Regions from separate parts of the Mus musculus genome. Here regions 1, 2, 3, 5, 6 and 7 are each linked to region 4. A link is a contact called in public HiCAR-type and promoter capture Hi-C data. All regions are on one chromosome and are shown on one strand. Each heading gives the region's core, a stretch centred on a gene start, on an enhancer-like site or on the middle of the called end of the contact. The rest is flanking DNA. Distances are from core to core; before and after follow the strand shown.

Region 1 (2,756 bases), core at 1-2,500, 1.7 Mb after region 4:
CACACACAGAGACACACACACACAGACACACACACACACACACAGAGAGACACAGACACACACACACACACACACACAGAGACACACACACAGAGACACACACACAGAGACACACACACAGAGAGACACAGACACACACACACAGACACACAGACACACAGACACACAGACACACAGACACACAGACACACAGACACACACACACACACACACACACACACACACGGTCTCCCCCGACATCCACCACCACCACCACCTCTCAAAAGCAGAATGCCTTTGGTCTGCACCTAGCTTCCACTTTCAATTCTGTCTGCTTTGCTTACATCCATCCTCACGTCCACGAGTCCTGAGCTGAAAAACAGCTTGATCGCAAAGCGCTTTCACCATGTCCTGCAGGCAGGTAGCATCTGTCCGTCTGAAAGTAATCCCTATATCTGTGCCCTTGGTCACTCACAAGGCAGGCAGGGAAGATGAAGAGTGTGTGAACAAGCGGCCCGTCAAGAACTGTTACAGGGAACCTGTATTCACGCTCCCGTTTCAGCATCTCACTGGTGCCTACTCTCAGAGACACTGACCCCTATGCGCATCCTTGCCTGTTAGTGGTGACACTTCCGTTCAAGCAGCTCGAGAGGTGGTACCTGCTCTCCCCACCCGCATAGAAGCTCTGCCCCCAAGGCTGTGGGGTGCTCTTCTCTGAGTGGAGAGGGAAGCACCTAGTCCCGGAGAAATGACAGGGACGGGTGGGAGTTAAGGACTGGAAAGCAAGAGGCTGGGGGAAACCATCAACTCCCACTCCCACGGGGTATTGTGAGAGAAACCAAATTGGCCCAAATGGGAGTTCTAACTCAGCAAGTGTTTCCCCAGCTGCTTGAGTGAGAGGCCAGGGGACGGTGAACCTCAAAGCAGGCCTGGACTGGTGTCCCAGCGACGTGCACGCTGAGAGTATCTAGTCTTTTAGAGTTGCCCACCAATTAGGTGGCACTTTTCTGGCACAACCTCTTGCGGCTCCTGAGAGTGCAGTCTCGGGAGGCAAAAACTAACGCAGGACAGGGCAGAGGCGCGGGGCAGCAAAGCTCTCGGCTCGCCCGTCGGAAAGTGGATGGAGGCGGCAGCGCGGGCACACGGGTCCCGTACTCACCCGCCTGGCGACCTGCTCCGGAGCCTTGCCGGTCCTCGGCCTCACAGGGGAACGGGCGCGGACGTCTGTCCAGGCGTGTGGAGGCGGCCCCGCGCCCCAGCTATGAATCAACTACGGGGCAAGTGTCCAGGGGCGGGAGTTACGGGAAAGCGCCGGGGGAGGGCCGAGGGGCCAAGTACTGTTGCAATTTCCCGTCTCGCTGAGCACTTTTGGCACTCCTGGGACCCACAGGAATTTGCTCCTGGTCCCAAGGGGATGTAGGGGGGAACGATCGGGACCCTGCGACGGGCGCGGTTCCCGGGACCGGGCGGGCAGCACCGGTGAGAAGGGAAGTGGGAGAGGCCTGGGAGGAAAAGCTGGTCCTTGAGCATCGTTGTTCCTGGAGGGAGAGGGGACGAGCTGCGACCCAGTGCCCCGTGCCAGGTGTCCTGCACAGAGCCAATTGTGTTGCTTGGGAGATCCAACCCCAGCGCTCCGTCTGAAAATTACCTGAAATGTCAAACTGTTGGATCAAACTTGTGATCGAGTTGACTTTCGGCGTTCAGAGCAAGACAGACGTGTTAGAACAGAGATCTATGAACTGTGCTTCCTCTACAGGACCTGGAAACGCCCTGTGTGGCCACGCCTCCTTCAGCTACAGACCTGAATTCTTTGTCCACGAAGATCCAAGTTCCTTTCTCTCCTTAGAACGCCATCAGATCTTTACTAACCGGGCACTTGAAAGACATTTTTGACCTCTCTTTATGGCTGCATGGTAAAATGTCCACAGCCACGTCGTCTTTGGGAACTGGCACAAAACTATCGCCACAGGAGGTGTGGCAACAAGTTCCCACCAGTCGCCAGGCCAAGAAGCCTGGAGAACCGCCCACTTGCACACTATACCTTGCTCCAAGCTATAGTTCAGTTCACATTTGGAAACTACCTACAAGTCACAAATGGAAGGAGACTGAGGGAAATGGCTATAGATCAGAACTTGCGGATCCACAAATCAGTCTTAGAATAAGTAACTGGGGTATTGGGACACCTCAAAACAATGTCAGAAATATTAGTTACAACGCCTTACTTTCGTGTCTGTGTATGCTTTTTCTTCCTCCCTAATGACAATTCAGGGAAGGATCTTTTATTATTATTATTATTATTATTATTATTATTATTATTATTAAAGATAGTACTCCTCTAAATACCTAATACCTAATGGTGCCTGAAAGACTGGAGCACACAGCAAATATTTGAAGAGAATTAGAAAAAGGCACATCGTGTCTAGTAAATAATGTGTGCTCCTTTGCCATAGCCATTATTACTTATTTTAAATGAGCCCATTAGTGTGGCCGTGCGAACAGCCGCGGGAGCAGTGTGGAGCCAAGTTCTCACCCATTAAAAAGGCTTTTTGATTCTATTTATCTGTGAAAATGGTGTGCGGGTGTGTCAGTTGAGCAAGGTGTTTCCTGCATCGGGTTAATACGGCCTTTGGTTTCCATGCATGTATGCAGAGCGAATTCTCTTGGTTTCCGTGCATGTATATAGAATGTATTCTCCCGCGGATCTCCCCCGCTTTCTCTGTCCACCAGTGTCCCCCAAGCCAGTTCTAATTCCACTTCAGTGTCATACCTGATTGCAT
Region 2 (2,970 bases), core at 402-2,901, 1.9 Mb before region 4:
TCCAAGATGTAGAGAGCACCACAGAAAGGTAGAAAGTTTGAAATAGCCAGAGGTTAGGGAGGACCACCCAAGATGCAGGGAGCATCACAGAAGGGGTGAAAAGTTCATAATAGCCAAAAGTTGGGGAGGACTGCCCAAGATGCAGGGAGCACCACAGGAGAAGGGGTGGAAAGTTTGTAAGAGCTAGAGGTTGGGGAGGACCGCTGCAAAGCAGTGATTTTTGGATACCATAGGACGATTGTGCTCCTGCACCCACCCACACAGCTGTTGTTAATCAAGTCTGTTTACATTTCCTCATGTGTTGGGGAGTACTCAGGAGGCTCCCACCAGGGCTGAAAAGCTACTAGCAGTTGATGGCCACTGGGAGAGAGTCATTTTTCTTCAAGGGTATGGCTTGTGTTAGGTTGCTCATGCTCTAATGGACAGCCCCGTGCCTGTACAGGTATCAACAGCCTTAACTGCACTCGGTAACAAAGCCAACCAACTAATCAAAACCAAACCAAACAACCCCATATGAAGCTGGGAGGAAAATGTGTTGGGGAGGGGTCTGGGAAGAGTTGGAGTGGGCAGTAGGGGGTCCCAGTTAGATCAAAATATATTGTATACATGCATACAGTTCTTAAGAGAAATAAAAAAAGCATAAAACATAACCCTGAAGCAACAGCTAAAAGAGACTCTGTTGGGATTTATAAGTAGCACTACAGCTGTGAGAAAACTGTGGGTTCAGCCCTGGAAGTAGCTCAGAGGGTAAAGGCTGTTGCCGGGCAAGACCCGAATTTGATTCCTGGAACCCAGTTAAAGGGGAAGCCAATTAAAGGAGAAAGGAGAGCAGGCAACTCTACAAAAGTGTCTTCTGACCTCCATGTTTGCCCTGAGGCAACCATGTGCTGCCCCTCCCCCTTCCTTAGTGTGTGTTTGTGTGTGTGTGTGTGTGTGTGAGAGAGAGAGAGAGAGAGAGAGAGAGACAGAGACAGAGACAGAGACAGAGACAGAGACACCGAGAGACAAAGATACACAAAAAGAATGAGCACTACTATATACATTTTAAATGAGGCCTGGTTTCTTTCAGATTGAAGACGATTTTCTTAGTTCATTATATTAAAGGAAACCCGCAAGAACAGAGCTCCCACGGGATTGCATACCAATTGAAATTCTGCTGAGCACAGCCAAACAAAGATAGGTCTATAGTAGCAGGAGACCAAAATAATGTGACAGCAGGTGACTTTTCTAAAGAAGCTTTCAGTGTGGGTTTAGTATAGAACTTCCTCTTCATAAAGGAAAAGGAAAACAAACATGTTTTCCCTTCTTTTAAAACAGCTGTGTAACTTGCTGGCTAGGCAAATGTTTTTCCCTATTGTAGTTTCGAAAGGAAAGGCACTTGGAGGACCTCTCTCCCCTTAGCCCTTCCTTCCACCCTGGACTGTACCATTCTTAGATTATAGGGTGATCAAAAGCAGAAAATAAGTTAGAAACTCGTCAAAAGTCGTCCGTCTTCCCTCAGTAAGTACTGCCTCAGCTGTTTAAACTTTCTTCTCATTGTGATCGGAAACTGTTCAGGGGCTTGCTGCATTTGCAAGGTCGCAGCGGGAGGGAGCACCGAACTTTGGACTGCACCTCAGAGGGCGAGGTAAACAACAGGGCTATAAAAGTCAGTGTCAGCCTGTGGCTTTGGGGAGCTGCTCTAACTAGAGCAAAGAGACAGGACGAAGCTAGTCCGAAGGGGTTGCGTAAGTAGGACTTGATTCTTTTACAGTTTGGGAAATATTTTTTCTTAGGTAAAATACGTTTCTCCCCCGCTTTAAAATAGACTTAGTAAAAAGATGACTAAAAGACATTAAAAGCATTTTTTTTGTTTAATGAACAAGAAGTGTCGGGGAAGAACAGTTAACTTTTTTTTTTAATTTTATATTTTTATTGTTGTTGATTTTTGTCCTTTACTGTGGGCAATGTAAAATGCAGCTGTTTCTCTCTGCAGGGAACTGTGGTGTCATATGGGCAATATTATCTCACTAAATTCCAGGGTTTCCCACGAAGGGTTAGAGTGAGGACAAACAAGAGGGAAAGCTAGTGGATTTCAAGAGCAGAGATGGGACAGACGCCTGTCGCACCGCACTGTACTGTAGAGGTGTCCAGGGAATTCGGAAGCAATTTCAGAACTGGGAGGGAGCAGACTGAGCAGGCTCCATCCCCAGGGCAGGGCTCCATCCTTGCTTTAAGGCAGTCCAGGTGGTGTCCTTCGGTGGGGGAGCTTTTGAATTTAAGTAGAGGGTGGAAGCCTGAAGGTGGATGAGGGGCTTTTTTTTTTTTTTTTTTTTTTTTTGACAGGGTTTCTCTGTGTAGCCCTGGCTGTCCTGGAACTCACTCTGTAGACCAGGCTGGCCTCGAACTCAGAAATCCTCCTGTCTCTGCCTCCCAAGTGCTGGGATTATAGGCATGTGCCACCACAGCCCAGCGGATGAGGGGCTTTAAAATGCTGGTCTGTTTTTGTTGTGGTCTTTGTTGTTCAAGGGGAGAGGATGTGTGGCAAAGAGTATGCTTGCTTTCCTTTTAATGGAGTACAATCAATTGTAGTTTTGAGCATGAACAGGTATCTAGGCTTGCAACTGAAGACTGTAATCGCTATAACCACTGTCCAGTTATTACTGGATCTAATTTTGTTATTTGCCTTCATTCTTTTTATATAGCTCTTCGACAGTTACAGTTAAAATGCAAAGCTTATTCCATAAAAGCAACCTTAAGCAAAGTCAAGCAGCCTATTGATTAATGATGGGAAACTCTGCAAGTGGAAACTCATCTTCTCCAGCTTTTCCTTTGTCCCTCGATCATTCTTTTCATTAGAAACGTGGGTGAAATAGTCTTCTCATTTATGTCTGCCATTTAGCCATTTGAAAATATTTGCCTTATGGCAGAGTATCAAGGGCCGTGTCTTCATGCTGCAGTTCTATAAAGACTGAATTTAGTTTAGTGTTT
Region 3 (2,870 bases), core at 192-2,691, 1.3 Mb after region 4:
AGCACATGGTCTCCACTGTAAGCTGAGAAGTCGGTGGAATTAATTAACTCAAGCTCTGGATGAGAAAAGGAGGAATTAAGAAAAGGGAGATCAGAGACTTTTCTCTCAGTGGCATAGGTAAGATGGTCCTAAAATAACTAGCTCTGTCATCCCACCAACCAGACAGACATCTGTTTTACCTTTGCCTATGCTAATATTCAAGATTTGCTCTATTGTAATTAATCATTTTCTATGAATGTCTCTTAAGAACTGTATCAGGGAGCCATGCAACTTGGTGCAAGCCTGCAGTCTCCATCCTTGGGGAATGGATACAGAATGATCAGGAGTTGAAGGTCATCCTCAACTATGCAAGGGGAGGGTTTGAGGCAAATCTGCCTCCACAAAACAAAACTGCTAGGAACAGCTGGGTATGTGCTCATACCTGTAACTGTAGCAACTGGGTCTAGGCAGAAGGGCTGCAGCAAGTCTCAGGCTAGCCTGAACTACCCTATCAGACCCTGCCCCAAACAAACAAAACACTAGATAAAAAGAGTGTCATGAGACATTGTAAATTCATAATATATTACCCACAAACCTCCAACACATCAGATATCTCTCTACACCCATTGTGTATTCTAAGTCCCAACCCTAGCCACACATTAGGAAGAATTGAGAAGCCCCAGTCAGTTAAATTTGAGTAAGATAAAGACTAACAGCCTTCCACACTTGCAACATCCCTGGGTCATTCTCCTGACTAATCAGTGCTCTCAGAGAGGTTGCACGGTCCACACCCATCAGCGCTTCCAGAACCTTTCCCTCTCAATGGCCCTGGAGAATGTGGAGATGTCAGGCAAGCAGTGTTCCTTATGGCAGAGGATAATCCTATCCTTTTGGTGTGTGCTTCCATCATAATCAGGCCAAATCCATTTGGTGGCTGTTGCTAAAGCCTTGTGGTGCTTACTTTGCATTTTTCAGAAAAATATACATATAAGAGGTGTGTAACTTATACACAAAAAGCTTACATTTCCACACGTTACCTTGCTTGGGTGGAAACAAGCCACATATCTGACTTTCAGAGGGAGAGGTGCTTAGAATATCCCCCACCTATGCCTCATCTTTCATTGTGTTCTTTCTGTAGTTATTCTGAGCCTAGGACTCTATAAGAATAATCCATAGGTCTCTCCCACAAATTATACCTCTCTCTTTAGCTTCCCTTCCAGAGTCTCCCAAGGAAAGAACTGCTAGGATTTTGTTTTATTGGTTGCTTTATTTTTAACCCAGCTCCTAATTTTTCCCCACCTTGGCATTTTTTTTTTTTTTTTTTGGTTTATTGCATAATGACACTTTGTCAATAAGGGAAAATAGCAGTCAGGAATTACAATGACTCTCCATTGGTTGGACCTTGACACTTAGCCTAAGCCAACACCTATGAACAAAACCCAGAACAGAACTGCCCCTTGTCCTCCGGCTGCAAAGGAATGCTTTGCAAGCCTCCAGGGCTCCCCAGGAGGAGCAGCATGGCCTCAGGCATGGCCATCACCTTAGCCCTTGCCATCTTTGCCTTGGGTGTCAATGCACAGATGCCAATACCCGTTTCCAGGTGAGTCCATAGCTTGTCTGTTTATCTCTGGAATTCTACTGTGGAATCTGCTGTCCAGGGCTTAACAGCAAAGTAGGGACAATAAAGGTTAAGCTAAACAGTGACCTATACAACACCCAGGATTTCAACTTTCTAAACAAGTGTATTCATGCTTCTGGGTGTTTGTGCTAAAGGAGGGACTGAAATGTTAATGCTAAGATATTTCCTTTAAACATTTAGGATCAGAGGGAAAAAGAAACGGTTGTCTCCAGTTTCTGATAAATCAGTGCTGATCAGTGTCTATGGGCTGAGAAATTCACAATGAGGAAAGTTAATATTTGTGTCCTTTATCTCAAAACCTAATAATTTTTAACTGTTGGCTGCATGGCCCTTTGGCCCCCACATTAAGCAAAGGCTAACTATTTGTCTTGTCTTCTCTTCTGTGACATTCCATTCCGTGGTCCACATTTTGGTTCCTGGGTCTGAGGGTCTATTTGCTCTACCCAAGAATTGCCATGGTACAGCTTCGATGGTTCTGCTTCCAGCACGGCCTCTTTATTTCCTTCTTATCCGATGCTTCTTGGGTTTGCAAAACCCATAAGGTATAAGGGTGTCCCCGAGGTTGCATGTGCTGGAAACTCAGTCCCCTGGTGTGGCAGCAGAAAGAGGTGGTGGAGCTCTTAAGGGGTAGAAGGTCTCAGGATTCCACAGTCATAAATGGACTATCTCTGAGGAATGGGCCAAGCCTAGCAGGAGTGGCTCCTAGCAGATCTGTCTGGCTAGGTTCTTCCTCCAACTCATGTCTCCTTACATATGTGACTCTTCTGAATACAGGAACTTCCCATTTTGCTTCTAGTGACCATGTTAGGACACAACCACAGGAATCCTGTCCAGATGCCTGTTTGCAATTTGTAGTCATGAGAATTGTGAGAAGAGTAAAATTCTCTCCTGTATGCATCACCCACATCAGGCATTCTGTGTCAGCAACAGAAAACAGAGTGTGACACCATGCCAAATACACCCAGCCAATAAATCAAGGGGACAGTAAAAGCCTCTTGCACATCACTGCACCCAGAAGTGCTAGAGATCACGGCTGCTTGAAGCTCTCCCTTCCTTCCATGTAAATATCACAGAAGACACAAACCCATGTAGTCCATTATAGCTTGTTCTCTGAGGACAGAACAGAAAATTGCCCCAACACCAACACATGCCTGGACACTCTTCCTCCGTCTGCATTAATCATGTCCTGTGTCCAGTTCAATTCCCCTAAGTTTAACCAAAGCCTATTTTGACTTAGCTAGCCACCTTTGTC
Region 4 (2,700 bases), core at 20-2,519:
CAGAATCCTACCATGTTTCTGTTTGGTTTCAGACCCAGGAACAAACAACTTAGGTGTATATTTTACATACCAAAGCAGACCTGGCCTCCTGGTTCTCCCAGCATCCCTCAGTCCCTAGTATAACTGGCCCCCAATCCTGAATTTTCAGCACAGGGCCTGGACTCCCTTCCCCCAGAGGATCTTTGCTATATAATCCATTTTGTTTTCTCCCTCCCCATCTCCCCTGCCCCCTTGTCTTAGCCTGAGGGCTCTCTTTCTCTTCCTCTTCTCTCCCTTTTCTGGCCTCCTTCCTTGGGGCCAGTGAACTCACCTGCCCGAGAGCAGCTTCTTAATAAACCTGCAGTTGTATATATTTTAATCTGGCTTGAATTGGCTCATTTTACCAGTGGAGAAATAACTTATCAGTTTACCTCAACAAATAACTAGCCAGTAAGACATGCGGTGGCGCGTTGAAAAAGCGTGGTCTCCATAAATCGATCTTGGCTTTGTGTAGCACAGCTATGTGGATAAACTTAAGGAGTTTTCAATTCCCTCAGTGTGCCCCATTGTTAACATCAGCCTGCTAATTTACTTGTAAGAAGTGACAGGTGCTACTTTCAGGCTCTGCTGTGGATTCTCACAGGAAGCTTGCAGTTCAGCCCAATCCTCCCTGATCGGCTCTTACTTAAGGTTTCTGTTGCTGGGATAAAACACCATGACCAAAGTCATCTCGGGGCGGAAAGGGGTTATATCAGCGTCTAGTTTCACATTATAGAAGGAAATCAAGGTAGAAACTCAAGCAGGGCAGTAATTGGTCCTTTTTAAGGCTTGTTCAGTTAGCTTCCCCTTGGGCCAGACCACCTGCCAAGGGTGTGGCACTGCCTGTAATGGGTTGGGTCCTCCCACATCAATCATTCATCAAGACAATGCCCGCATAGATTTCCCTACAGGCATTTTCTCAGTTAAGATTCCCTGTTTTATAGCTAAGTATATGTTTGTGTCAAGTTGACACAAACAAGCCAGCACCCTTTGCACTTATTTCAGCTCAGTCTCCGCCCCCCCCCCCCCCCCCCCCCTTCTGCATCTCACAGACCCTTCAGCGGCTAGGCCGGTCAGACTAGGCGGTAAGCCATTTATTTACCTGAGGACTGTGTGTATTGCAAAGCACAACCTCAAACACGGGAGTCCATTCCCGGCTGCAGTTAGAGGGCGCTTCGTCTGGTGTCTTTATTACAAATCCCATAGTCCCTAGGGCGCCGCAGTGACTTCTGGGATTAGTGGTCCTGCAGAAGGGCGCTGGCGGGTAAGAAAGTCTTCTTTTCTTCTGTCCGCCTTGCTGGACTTTAGAACGTCCCAGGATGATTTCATGCTTTTTTTTTAAAATAAAGAATCGGGAAGCACAGGCAGGCAAGGCAGATTAGAATCCCGGCAGAATAGTTTCCGTTTCCGGTGCCAAAGGGCACGTGGAATGTAAACACGGCACCACAGAGTGTTTTCAGGTAACTGGCTGCGGGTAGGCGGTAGACAGGGCTGAGGGTTGCTGCGTGCGGGAGGGAGGGCCGAGGGTGGCCCGGTGAGGTCCACAGAGCCCTGGGGCGTGCCTCCGACCTGGGCACGGGGCGCGGGGCGCGGTGGCAGGGTTCTGGGTGCCGGCCCGGCCGCCCGAGGAGCTGCTATGGCCGGAGCTCATTTTTATTGCAGCCGAGGCAGGGGCCAGTTTTGAATCCTGTGTTCTCCTCGGGTAGCATTTTAAGGGAATCCGTTTCTCTCGTTCTTCACCTGCGGATTCATCTCTCCTGTTCGGAGGGTGGTTGTTGTGATTCTCTACCTCCGGCCGGTGTTTTTCCATCTTGGGTGGCCGCATCCTCTCACGCAGTCAGTTCAGGAGGACGTTTTTAACTCTGTGGCAAGCACCCAGCTTATTTATGGCCCGGTAAAGGGTCAAGTCGAGCGGTTGCGGTGGAGAGCATCGTACATGTTTAGAATCTTAATGCCACTCATCGTTCTGTAGAGCACGTAGACTTTTAACTCCAGATGAGAGTTAGCACGAAACCTTTACAGTTGTGATTTACCCACTTGATCTGTTATCGGGTTGGAAAGAAGCTTGGTGCCTTATCCATCCAGGTACAGATCAAGCAAAGCTCCTTCTGTACGCGGTTTTTAGTGAGTACTAATTACAAGCACAGCCTAGAGGCACAAGAAGCTCATAGCGTAAGATGAAAACAGTTTAGTTGAGATGTAAGTGGCGTGTTATACAACTCCTCCTAATAGAGTCTATGACTCAGTAACCGTTATTGCTGTTCACAAAATCGTGCCATTATACCAATTGATGTTAGGACATTTTAATCACCGAGAAGGGGAGTCCCGAATCATTAATTGACTATTGTCTGTATTTTCTCCCCAGTAGCATTTCAGATCCCGGATCAGATCAGAGCATTACATTTTCCTTGGGGAAGATGTTCACACATGCCAGGAGTCTTCCCTCTTTTAAGCCTGGCCAGCTTCTATTCTCTAAAGCTCACTTTCATGCAGACACTAGTGTGCGTTTGTCTGACAGGTCATTGGATCACGCTTGATAGCACTTACCGGTATTGTAATTGAGTTCAGTCTCCTTGTCCACAGGCAGTTTGGGAGAAAATATAAACTTGGTATTATAAACTGGTAACACATTCCTGCTTTTTCACTTTAGTAGGCCCTTGATACCGCTTGCTGTTTCTTCAT
Region 5 (3,005 bases), core at 406-2,905, 1.4 Mb after region 4:
ACGCTTCTCACGAGAGTGGTCTGCATTCTACACCACACTGGCAAGGGCCCCTTGAGGTTGTACAAGGCACAGTCAGTTTGGCCTCACCCATTTGTTTGTATATAGAAACACCCTTATAAATGAGAACTCAGGAAATAGGGCAGAGCTCTTCTGCCACTCTCAACATGGCCGTGCCTCCCTCCAGACTTTCCACTTATCCTTCACTCCAGATTTTAAACCACAAGAGAAAGCGAGTGGGAGAGAGGGAGGTGAGAGCAGAAGGAAGCGGTATGTGCTCTTTAGCTTGAGGGACCAACTTGGCACAACCTGGAGCCACCTGGGAACAGAGTCTCCCTGAAGAATTATCTTCGTCGGGTTGGCCTGTTGGACATGACTGGGGCAGTTGTATTGACTGTTGGCTGGCTGTTAAGTAATGAATGTTATATACTCTAGCATTTTACAAGTTAAAAAAGAATACTGAAAGAAAGCAAAAACTTGGAGGCTAGCTAAGAGAGCTGGGTTATTAACTGACTTGGAGTGAAGAAAGCCAAGTGGATTCTTATCTCTCTGCCTGTTCTGGCCAGTGGATACTATGTTGCAAGTTGCCATTTGACTTCCCTGAAATAAAAGACTGTAACTTAGAACTGTAGACCAAATAAGCCCTCCCTCTACATTGTTTCTGGTCAGGGTTTTTAATCACAGTAACAGGAACTAAGCTCCAAAGCTTAGTGGAGACTCCAGATGGCAATGCCCCTTTGAGAGCAGCTTAGTGGTACACCAGTGCCCACGAGCAACTGAGCCGTCTGCAAAAACCACTGGCAGGTACAGGAGTAGTCAGCCTGTTCTACCCACAAGAGTTTGCCACACAGTCAGAAGGGCGTGGTTCAACATTTAGCTGTCAACTGAGAGAAGGAAGTGGACACGCCCCTAACTGAGAAGCTATCTGTTAGTGTTACCCACTGAGAAAGGAAAAATTAGTTCTTTCCAATGGAGTCTTACCAGGTATATCAAGCACAGATCAGGGAAGGCACTGGGCCTAACAGGAGTTGGCCAACACAAAATGAGCTTGATGGTATTTTTTGTAGACCTTTTTTTTTGTGTGTGTTATTTTGCTTTGTTTGGGCTTCTTTAAAAAAAAATGGTGGTCTTCTTGAACATTTGGTTTCTAGTGTGTGTGTGTGTGTGTGTGTGTGTGTGTGTGTGTGTGTGTGTTTGTGGGGGGTGGGGTGCGGGGTGTGCATATGTGTGTACACGTATGCTTCTTGGTTTTGCTTTATTTTTAAAGAGAGACAAAAAGCAACATAAACTTGGATGAGTAGGGAAGATCCAGGAGGGACTGGGGGAAGGGAAAACATACTAAGGATAGATATTGTATGAAAAAAAAAACAAAAAAACTTTTTTCAATTAAAAAAGCTGTCAAAGCAAAGGTAATCTTTGCCACGGATTAGTGAAGTTTTCCAAACTGAGTTAATCATCCAAACACTGCCTCTGGACAAGCACGATGCTGACCTGTGTCTGCAGAGAATAGCAGCCTGTACTCTGGGAGTAAAACTCTCTGTTTATTTCCTCTTCCTACACCCCAGTAACAGTTCCCCATTTGACTATAAGAGACCTCATTGTCTTCACACACACTGTTTCTTCACACAATAACCGCCCCTCCTGCCCTCTAAGTCAGGCAAATGAGTCAGCACAGTGGGCACTGCAAGTACCTTAGGTAAAGAGTTAGGGCTTTGTTCAGTTCCAGCTGGAGGCTGGTTTTTCCCTCCAGAGGGGATTTCTAAGGTCAGTGTCAAAGGAAGAAAATATATATTCATTTAATAGGACTTGGGGTGTAGCTCAGGGGCACAGTCCTTGCCTGATAGGCGTGAAGTCCTGGATTTCATTTCCTGCATTGAAAAAAAAAATTCCCCTGACAATGTAAAGCATTTTCCATTATTATACACACCACAGTAATTGTATAGACGCACATATACATCTTATACATATATTTTACATATGGTACATACAATGTAGGCATACACACATTTATGATTTTACAGTAAATATTGCTTAAGTTTACGTGATCTGTGTGTGTATGTGTGTGTTGATGTGTAACACATAGGCGCAGATGCACACAGATGCCGGAGCCATCAGATTCCTACAGAACTCGAGTTATGTACAGTTATGATGTGTATATGTGTGCTGGGAACTGAACCCAGGTCTTCTGCAAGAGCTATATGTGCTCTTAATCATTAAGCCACCTCTCTAACTCCTTAACTTTGAATTATAAGGCATAATATGAAATTTTCCACCTACCATTTTTTTAAGTATGTAAGTATCTATTCATGGTTGCATGCAATGTTCATTTTTATCTTCTGAGGTTAGGGCAACCTATCATCCTGAGTCAGGATTACGTCAGTCAAGACAGCAGACAGCCCTCTCGGATCTGTACCGCTTGTCAAAGTCAGAATGCTTCTCTATCTTTGTGTAAGACGAGGATGATGATTCCTCCAATAGACTTAAAAGCCAAGAAATAGAAATAGGTTAATATCCAACCATTAATCCACATCCTCAGAGTGGAACTTGAGCCAAACTCAATTGGTTCTATTCATTCCACTGTAGTACAGAGGACCTCCGTGTCCAAGGAAACCCTCATCTTTGTCTTCTTTGTTTTGAGGTTTATTCCCCTACTATTTATTTCATGAAGATTTCCTATTCACAGCAAATGAAAGTTTCAGAACCAAACTCACTGACATGCTATGAGCAGTAGGCACCATCTTGTTCCTGGCTGGTTGGTTTCTTGGCTTTGCTTTTGCTGCCAGGACAGGACCTAGGATTTCTGATCCTCATGCTCCTATTTTCCAACTGGTGAGCTTTACCAGTGTATATCGCCCATAGCCAACATTTGTCTCATCCACAAGAACAAGTGCTGTCATCATTTAAATTATTCGTTCTTTCATTATGTTCAGGGTGGTTCTAAGTTCCTTAGCTTAGCGGCTGCCAGAACGCCTGTTGCCACACCACACAGGAAATGATGGTATGGCTGA
Region 6 (2,905 bases), core at 287-2,786, 1.5 Mb after region 4:
AGTCCAACCACAACTATTGGTTGTAGGTGACCAAGCAAGAAGAAAATATGCAGGCATGATCCCACAATTGAAAGGGGAATAGTAGTTTACATTCAGATACACATCTTGGATTTTTTTCCTTATATAATGCTTGTAAAAGTATTTTATAATGAACCATTTGAATTTTATATGTATTTCAAGCATTTATGAGTAAAGGAAATCTGTAATTGCTTACTTAATACCACTCTGTTAATATACTGGATCAACAAAGTCATTTTAAATTACATTTGCATAATTTCTACCTTTGGGCTTTCAAGTCTACAATTGCTCACTATTATTAACACGGAGAGTCTTTCTAATATTTTTTTATTTTTCTTTTTGATTTTAGAGAGGTTTTGGTTTGCTTTTTTTTTTTTTTTTTTAGTGAGAACATTATTATTATTTAGAACATTATTAGAACAAAAGGAGCTGAAGGTTTACACTAACAGATACTCGTTTTTGACGTCTGTACTAAAAACTAAGTGGTTAAGGCAAGATCTCCACTTTGGACTTTTAAGTCTGGAAGAGAGAGGTGAGGAATAGGAGGAGACAAAATATCCTCTCATTAAAGTAATCTAGCTTAAGAGAGTTGCTGGGTTAAGGGCCAAATGAGTGCGTACTAACCCGCTTCTAGAAACCCGTAAACTAATCCTTGTGACTAGTCCGCATTAAAAACATCGATCCTCGACATCGGCATCAGCCAGTGATGTAGGAGTAACAGAAAGCCAGGACGAGGCGCCCAGCCTCCTCCCCGGGCTCCGGGAGAGGAAACCCTGTCCCGGGCCTCCAGGCGCTGGCGCGCGCCGGGGAAAGAGTCCCGCGCTCGGGCGAGCGCCCTGCACGCCCGCTTTCTGCACTCCTTGCACGTCGGATGCCCGGCGGACCGAAAGCAAACCTCCGCCCTGCCGCCCAGCTCTCGGCGGCGGCGGCGAGCGGCTTTGCCTGTGATCAAGCGCGAAGCCGCTTAGCTCAATGGTCAGAGCGTGGGTGGAAAACAAACTTTGTTACGTGTTCACTCGGGGCGCCGCGGTTCTGGGAAAAGGATCAAAGCGACATTCCTAACTGTGCGCCGCGCGCCTTTTTCCCGGACCCCACCCTCTCTTTTAATAATAATAATAAAAATAATGGTAACAATTTTAGCCGATGAGTAAGGAAACGGGCTTTAAAGCCACGCGGGGAGTGCGGCGGGGCGGGCCAGCAGGTGGCCCGCCCGCATCCCGACCTCCGCCGCGCGCGCGCCCAGAGTCCCGGGCCACATCAATGGGCGCCCCCCCCCCCCGTGGGAACTGCGCCTCCCACCACGCCTGCGCCCCGACGCCCTGCCCGTGTCCCCCCGCCGGGGGTCGCATCCCACCGCCCAATGCGGGTCGGCACAGGCGGCGGCGCGTTGCTCGGCGCCCGCGGGCGAGCCTCCGTGCCGAGGGGCGGGGGCGCTGCCGCGGGAGGGGGGCGGAGGGGGCGGGAACGGCGCGCGGGGAGGGGAAGGGGGTTCTCGCGCGATCGGGCGAGGTTTCCGGTGTTGTGACTGAAACCCGTCAATATGGCGGCGATCGGCCGCGGCCGCTCTCTGAAGAACCTCCGAATACGAGGTAAGCCCGCTCGCCGCCCTCGCTCGCCTCACCCGGTGCGGGTCACGGGTCGCGGCGCTCGGCTTTGCTCCGGGCCTGGGGATGGGGTGGGGTGAGGTTGGACGGGGAAGACGAGCGGGGCGTCGGGCGCCGCCGGCCTGCGATGGATTCTAACTGGGGTTGTGTGTCTTGTCTCGCACAGGGCGGAATGACAGCGGCGAGGAGAACGTCCCGCTCGATCTGACCCGAGGTAACGCGGGCCGCCGCGGCCGCCGGGGAGGCGCGGGCAGCCGGGCGGGCGGGCTGGCAGGCGAGCCGCGCGGGGCAGCGAGGGGCCGAGCCCGCGCCCATCCCCCTGCCCCGCGCCCGGGTGGCCCGGGTTGCCCGGGGGGCTGAGCCCGCTCCGGGGCCTCGGGCGGCTGCGGAGCTCCCCGGCCGGCTCGGTCGCGTGTGTGTCCCCCCTCCGTCCGCTCCCGGGTCCCCCCACCTCCGGATCCCGGGGGCGGCCTTGGACGGGGTGGGTGGGGGAGCAAGGTAGAGGTTGTTATTTAGGTTGCTGGAGGATGTTTGTGGGAAGAGCGACCACATCCTGCCCTCCCCGTTCCCCCCAAGAGCAGATGCTGGACCCTGCCGGCTTCTTGCTCACTGCGGGACTGCTCTTCCCTGCCCGTGGGATCCTCTTGGGTGGGGTGGGGGGGGTCCCCGCAGCTTTTTGAGAACCCGGAGAGCCCGTGATGACTGCTAAGTGTCTGGTTCACGCCGCAGCTCCCTGCTGCTCGCTTCCCGTCTCCCGGGCCCGCTGGGGCTGTAGTTGGCTGGAGACCGCCCGCCCCCTCACTCGGCCGCCGCTTCATTGTGTACCTTGTGGCTGCAGTGGAGGAGAGCTGGGTTTGTTTACACCTTTCCCAGCAGGGCGAGCCCCGCGTGTGTTTTGTTTTTAAGAACCGCACCCGGCGAACGATCGGTATTTTCTTGCTTCGGTCACCGGCCCCCGGGCTGGTGTTTCATCTCCCAGTATCTCGCCGAAGCATCAGTCCGTTCTCTGCCTCCTTAAACAGGAGTTGGGTCTACAGATTCCGGACGGTCCGACTCCACAGCGCTGGAGTGGAGTGTAACTTAACTAGTTCTGCTGTTACGGAATCACTTTTTGAGATCCGTGAAACACCTTAGGACGTTAAAACAAGACAAGAACAGTCGTAAACATTGTATATACGACATGAATTTGGTTCCCCCACCCACCCTGTATGTAGTGACCGTCGTATAAAGTTATTTGGTGGATGTGGGATTTGGGGGACCCATCTCTGTATTGACTGCGTAAT
Region 7 (2,865 bases), core at 154-2,653, 1.2 Mb before region 4:
CATTTTCATCCCTAACACACCTGAAATGTTGCAAACTCAAGCTCTGCCTTTCTATTTTTCAAGCAAAGTAACCAGTTCCTTTCATTTCTTTCCATGAGTATGTTGATGTACCAGTTACTAATTTGTTCTTCAAAAATAAATGAGTGTCAAGTGGAGATTTTTTTCAAGCTGGAGAGATGGCTCAGAGGTTAAGAGCACTGGCTGCTCTTCCAGAGGTCCTGAGTTCTATTCCCAGCAACCACATGGTGGCTCACAACCATCTGTAATTTGGATCCAGTGCCCTCTTCTGGTGTGTCAGTGACAGTGTACTCACATATACATAAAATAAATAAATAAATAAATCTAAAAAAACAAAGTGGCGGTTTTTCTGATTTTATCACTAGATCAAATGAAAGCATGTGAACCTGTCATTTGAATTTCTCTCTATAGAGTATTAATCAGGTTCCGAGGACACCTGAGAGAAGCTTGGAGGTAACCTAAGCCTGTGGCTTTCATTTAGAGTGAATGTCAGTGGGATGTACTAATAACCCAACTGAGATAAAGGAATTGTCATCAACAATGTATAATCTATTTATTTATTTATTTATTTATTTATTTATTTATTTATTTTATCTTTCTCTGAAACTTTAAATTGCATGCATCCTCTTTGCAGCCTGACCTAACTTGAGGTACTTGTAACTTTACTGGTTTCAATTATGTGGCAGTTTTGTTGCTTTGGATATGTCAGAGTTGCTTGCTCTAGGCGACCCCCCCCCCCCCCTAACTGGAATACATTGACTAGGGATTAAAATGTGCAGAAGAAAGACACTGGAATGCCTTCCAAGCTAACCCACTTCCTTCATCAGATTTCCAGACATCCAAATAGGATGACTGACAACCTGTGGGTGATCTCGCTGGTCATTAGTGAGTGTTGTAGTGCGACCTTGGTTGGCAGGGGGATACCAAGAGTTACCATCAAGGCAATCCTGGCCACTTCACTTCCAGGCGAGCACACACCCGGAAGTGGCTGCCCTGCCGGCCCAGGCCCCCGGCCTGCGGCGGTCTCTGTGCGCGGCCTGCGGCCTCGGCTCACCGGCAGCCGCGTCAGCGCGCTCGTCTCCTCCGCCGCCTCCTTCCGGGAGGCCGTCGGCGTCGCCCGCTCCTTGGCCACCGAATACCAGAAGGTCCTCCAGCCGCTCAGGATGGCTGCCTCCAGGCGGCCCCAGTCGCTGGCGGGCGGCGGGGAGCCGGCTCCGCGGGGCTCGCTTCCAGCCATGGTCGCAGGCTCCGCGCGACACCGCGGGGCGCACGGGCTCCCCAGCCGCTCGGCCTCCGCCTCCGCCCCGCTGGTACGACCCGGGCTGGTCGGTTGGGCAGGGCTCCAGGCCGAGGTGGCCCGGAATGACTCACCCCGTTAGCCCAAACCCTCCCACACTACACATCCTCCGGGTCCCTCCCTGCCTCTGTGCGTCACCACAAGGACCTGGGAGCTAGGGCTTGTTGAACAGCCACCCTTTTTCTGAAATCTTGCTTCCCCTTAAGCGTTAGATATTAAGTAGGCTGTATGTGTGCTTCTGTGTTTTGGAATCAGCAATCTACCACTTGGAGTTGAGCAAAAACTGAGCCCGTGGAGGCTATCAGGAGCCTTATGTGTTATTAAAGATAACCTTGGCTGACTAGAACATCGTGCTGTGGAGAAACTATTGTAGATGGGAAGCCAAAACTGCCTCAAGCGTAGCTCTTTTAATATTAACTTCAATCTGGTTTTGGTCTAACCTCATGAGGTTGGGTGAAACTTGTAAGCTTTGCTTAAAATTTTATTTAACTACATGTATGTGGATATATGCATGAGCACTCAGGTTCCAGCAGAGGCCACAGGCATCACAAACCCTGGAACTGGAAACCACACCCTTGAGAGCCACCTACTCAGGCCCTCTGAAAGAACAGTACATTCTTATAACTGCTGAACCATCTCTCAAACACCTGCCCCCTTTACCGATTTTAAAGTAAATAATGTTGTAACATCTGAAAGCCAGGCAAGATGTAGCCAATTTTATCTAGGCTGTGTACATAATGCCCTCATCAGCGTAGGTGGTATATGTATTTGATGTATGGTCTTTGTTTTGTGGCTATAATAGTTCTTGCAACTGCTTCCACAACTTGGTGTGCCAACCTGAATCCAATCTCTGGCCATGGCCACTCACATTTTGCTTGCATTTACTTCCTCAAACTCCATTATTAGGTATTTTCTACCAAAATGGTGAGTTTAAGCCCACGACAAAAATGTACATACACTAAAAAATTGTTCAATCAATGATCTATCATAAAAGGTCAGAAGAAAATTTGATAGGAAAGAAAAGCCTGGATGTGGTACTATTAAAAGCCATTAGTGAATTTTTAATCTTCCAAAAGTGATGTCTATTCTAGTAACTTTAATCATAATCAAAAAGAAATTTAAGAAATGAGAGGTAGGCTATATAACAAAATATTATATAGCACTGGATATAGTTTTAGGAAAGACACAAATACCTATTTGGTAGCAGGTTATCAGTCTCTTTAAAGTAGATTACCTCACTTAATCTAATCCCCAAACCCATTCCACATCTAGACTTCATCACGGGAATACTTCGGATTTAGTAGTCACGTGTTAAATTCTTTAAAATCTTTTAGAATAATCTAGTAAGGATCACCACGTTATAACCTGAGGTGTAAACCTTGTTCTGGAGAACATGGAAGATGGGCGGAGCCCACATAATCTATCTCAAAATCACTGTCAACCTTTAACCACTTACTATTCCAAGATGGTTTGTTTGTGTTTTGCTTTGTTTTTTGTTTTTTGGGAAAACAGTTAAATTTTATCATCTATATACAACTGGTTTAATATCA

Evidence for each region. Promoter capture Hi-C pulls out the DNA fragments that hold promoters and counts their contacts. HiCAR-type assays count read pairs that join an accessible place to other places.
Region 1: a HiCAR-type map of astrocytes shows a contact between it and region 4, with 4 times the contacts expected there. The contact joins the promoter of Osmr here to the promoter of Ttc33 in region 4. A contact is called at or near these places in 2 of 39 promoter capture datasets (the 3T3-L1 cell line and hippocampal neurons), 1 of 115 datasets of contacts at active chromatin or transcription factors (astrocytes) and 1 of 9 other capture datasets (liver).
Region 2: a contact with region 4 is called in a promoter capture Hi-C map of pre-B cells, with 6 times the contacts expected there. The contact joins the promoter of Selenop here to the promoter of Ttc33 in region 4. A contact is called at or near these places in 6 of 39 promoter capture datasets (the 3T3-L1 cell line, the C10 cell line, the HPC-7 cell line and 3 more), 1 of 484 Hi-C or Micro-C datasets (pre-B cells) and 2 of 115 datasets of contacts at active chromatin or transcription factors (astrocytes and large pre-B cells).
Region 3: a promoter capture Hi-C map of liver shows a contact between it and region 4, with 8 times the contacts expected there. The contact joins the promoter of C9 here to the promoter of Ttc33 in region 4. A contact is called at or near these places in 9 of 39 promoter capture datasets (the 3T3-L1 cell line, 3T3-L1-derived adipocytes, cranial neural crest and 5 more), 2 of 484 Hi-C or Micro-C datasets (bone marrow-derived macrophages and liver), 4 of 115 datasets of contacts at active chromatin or transcription factors (embryonic stem cells, epiblast stem cells, extraembryonic endoderm stem cells and 1 more) and 2 of 9 other capture datasets (adipose tissue and macrophages).
Region 5: a promoter capture Hi-C map of the HPC-7 cell line shows a contact between it and region 4. The contact joins the enhancer-like site here to the promoter of Ttc33 in region 4. A contact is called at or near these places in 8 of 39 promoter capture datasets (3T3-L1-derived adipocytes, the HPC-7 cell line, cranial neural crest and 4 more), 1 of 484 Hi-C or Micro-C datasets (cortical neurons), 5 of 115 datasets of contacts at active chromatin or transcription factors (embryonic stem cells, extraembryonic endoderm stem cells, pro-B cells and 2 more) and 1 of 9 other capture datasets (liver).
Region 6: a promoter capture Hi-C map of pre-B cells shows a contact between it and region 4, with 6 times the contacts expected there. The contact joins the promoter of Rictor here to the promoter of Ttc33 in region 4. A contact is called at or near these places in 20 of 39 promoter capture datasets (the 3T3-L1 cell line, 3T3-L1-derived adipocytes, the C10 cell line and 10 more), 7 of 484 Hi-C or Micro-C datasets (CD4 T cells, the HPC-7 cell line, cardiomyocytes and 4 more), 14 of 115 datasets of contacts at active chromatin or transcription factors (the 230-238 cell line, T-cell acute lymphoblastic leukemia, astrocytes and 9 more) and 2 of 9 other capture datasets (adipose tissue and liver).
Region 7: a contact with region 4 is called in a promoter capture Hi-C map of pre-B cells, with 5 times the contacts expected there. The contact joins the promoter of Fbxo4 here to the promoter of Ttc33 in region 4. A contact is called at or near these places in 11 of 39 promoter capture datasets (the 3T3-L1 cell line, the C10 cell line, the HPC-7 cell line and 6 more), 1 of 484 Hi-C or Micro-C datasets (pre-B cells) and 1 of 115 datasets of contacts at active chromatin or transcription factors (large pre-B cells).

Annotation. Positions count from the first base shown.
Region 1 is chr15:6,873,063-6,875,818 of GRCm38.p6, forward strand. It overlaps Osmr (oncostatin M receptor), which reads right to left and starts at 1,251. Exons shown (of 18, transcript NM_011019.3): 1 at 1,139-1,251.
Region 2 is chr15:3,269,326-3,272,295 of GRCm38.p6, forward strand. Selenop (selenoprotein P) reads left to right here and starts at 1,652. Exons shown (of 5, transcript NM_009155.4): 1 at 1,652-1,727.
Region 3 is chr15:6,443,905-6,446,774 of GRCm38.p6, forward strand. C9 (complement component 9) reads left to right here and starts at 1,442. Exons shown (of 11, transcript NM_013485.3): 1 at 1,442-1,579. The coding sequence starts at 1,497.
Region 4 is chr15:5,184,291-5,186,990 of GRCm38.p6, forward strand. It overlaps Ttc33 (tetratricopeptide repeat domain 33), which reads left to right and starts at 1,270. Exons shown (of 5, transcript NM_026213.3): 1 at 1,270-1,478.
Region 5 is chr15:6,554,111-6,557,115 of GRCm38.p6, forward strand. It overlaps a transcript of Fyb not described here. Among named protein-coding and RNA genes, the nearest start is that of Fyb, 24 kb to the right of the region's middle. Within about 2 kb of position 1,656, at least 129 of the 459 cell types and tissues checked have an H3K27ac peak or open chromatin away from gene starts, as enhancers often do. A contact at or near this core is called in the HPC-7 cell line, where this site is marked.
Region 6 is chr15:6,706,845-6,709,749 of GRCm38.p6, forward strand. It overlaps Rictor (RPTOR independent companion of MTOR, complex 2), which reads left to right and starts at 1,537. Exons shown (of 38, transcript NM_030168.3): 1 at 1,537-1,607; 2 at 1,789-1,836. The coding sequence starts at 1,559.
Region 7 is chr15:3,978,170-3,981,034 of GRCm38.p6, forward strand. Fbxo4 (F-box protein 4) reads right to left here and starts at 1,404. Exons shown (of 7, transcript NM_134099.2): 1 at 1,073-1,404. The coding sequence starts at 1,255.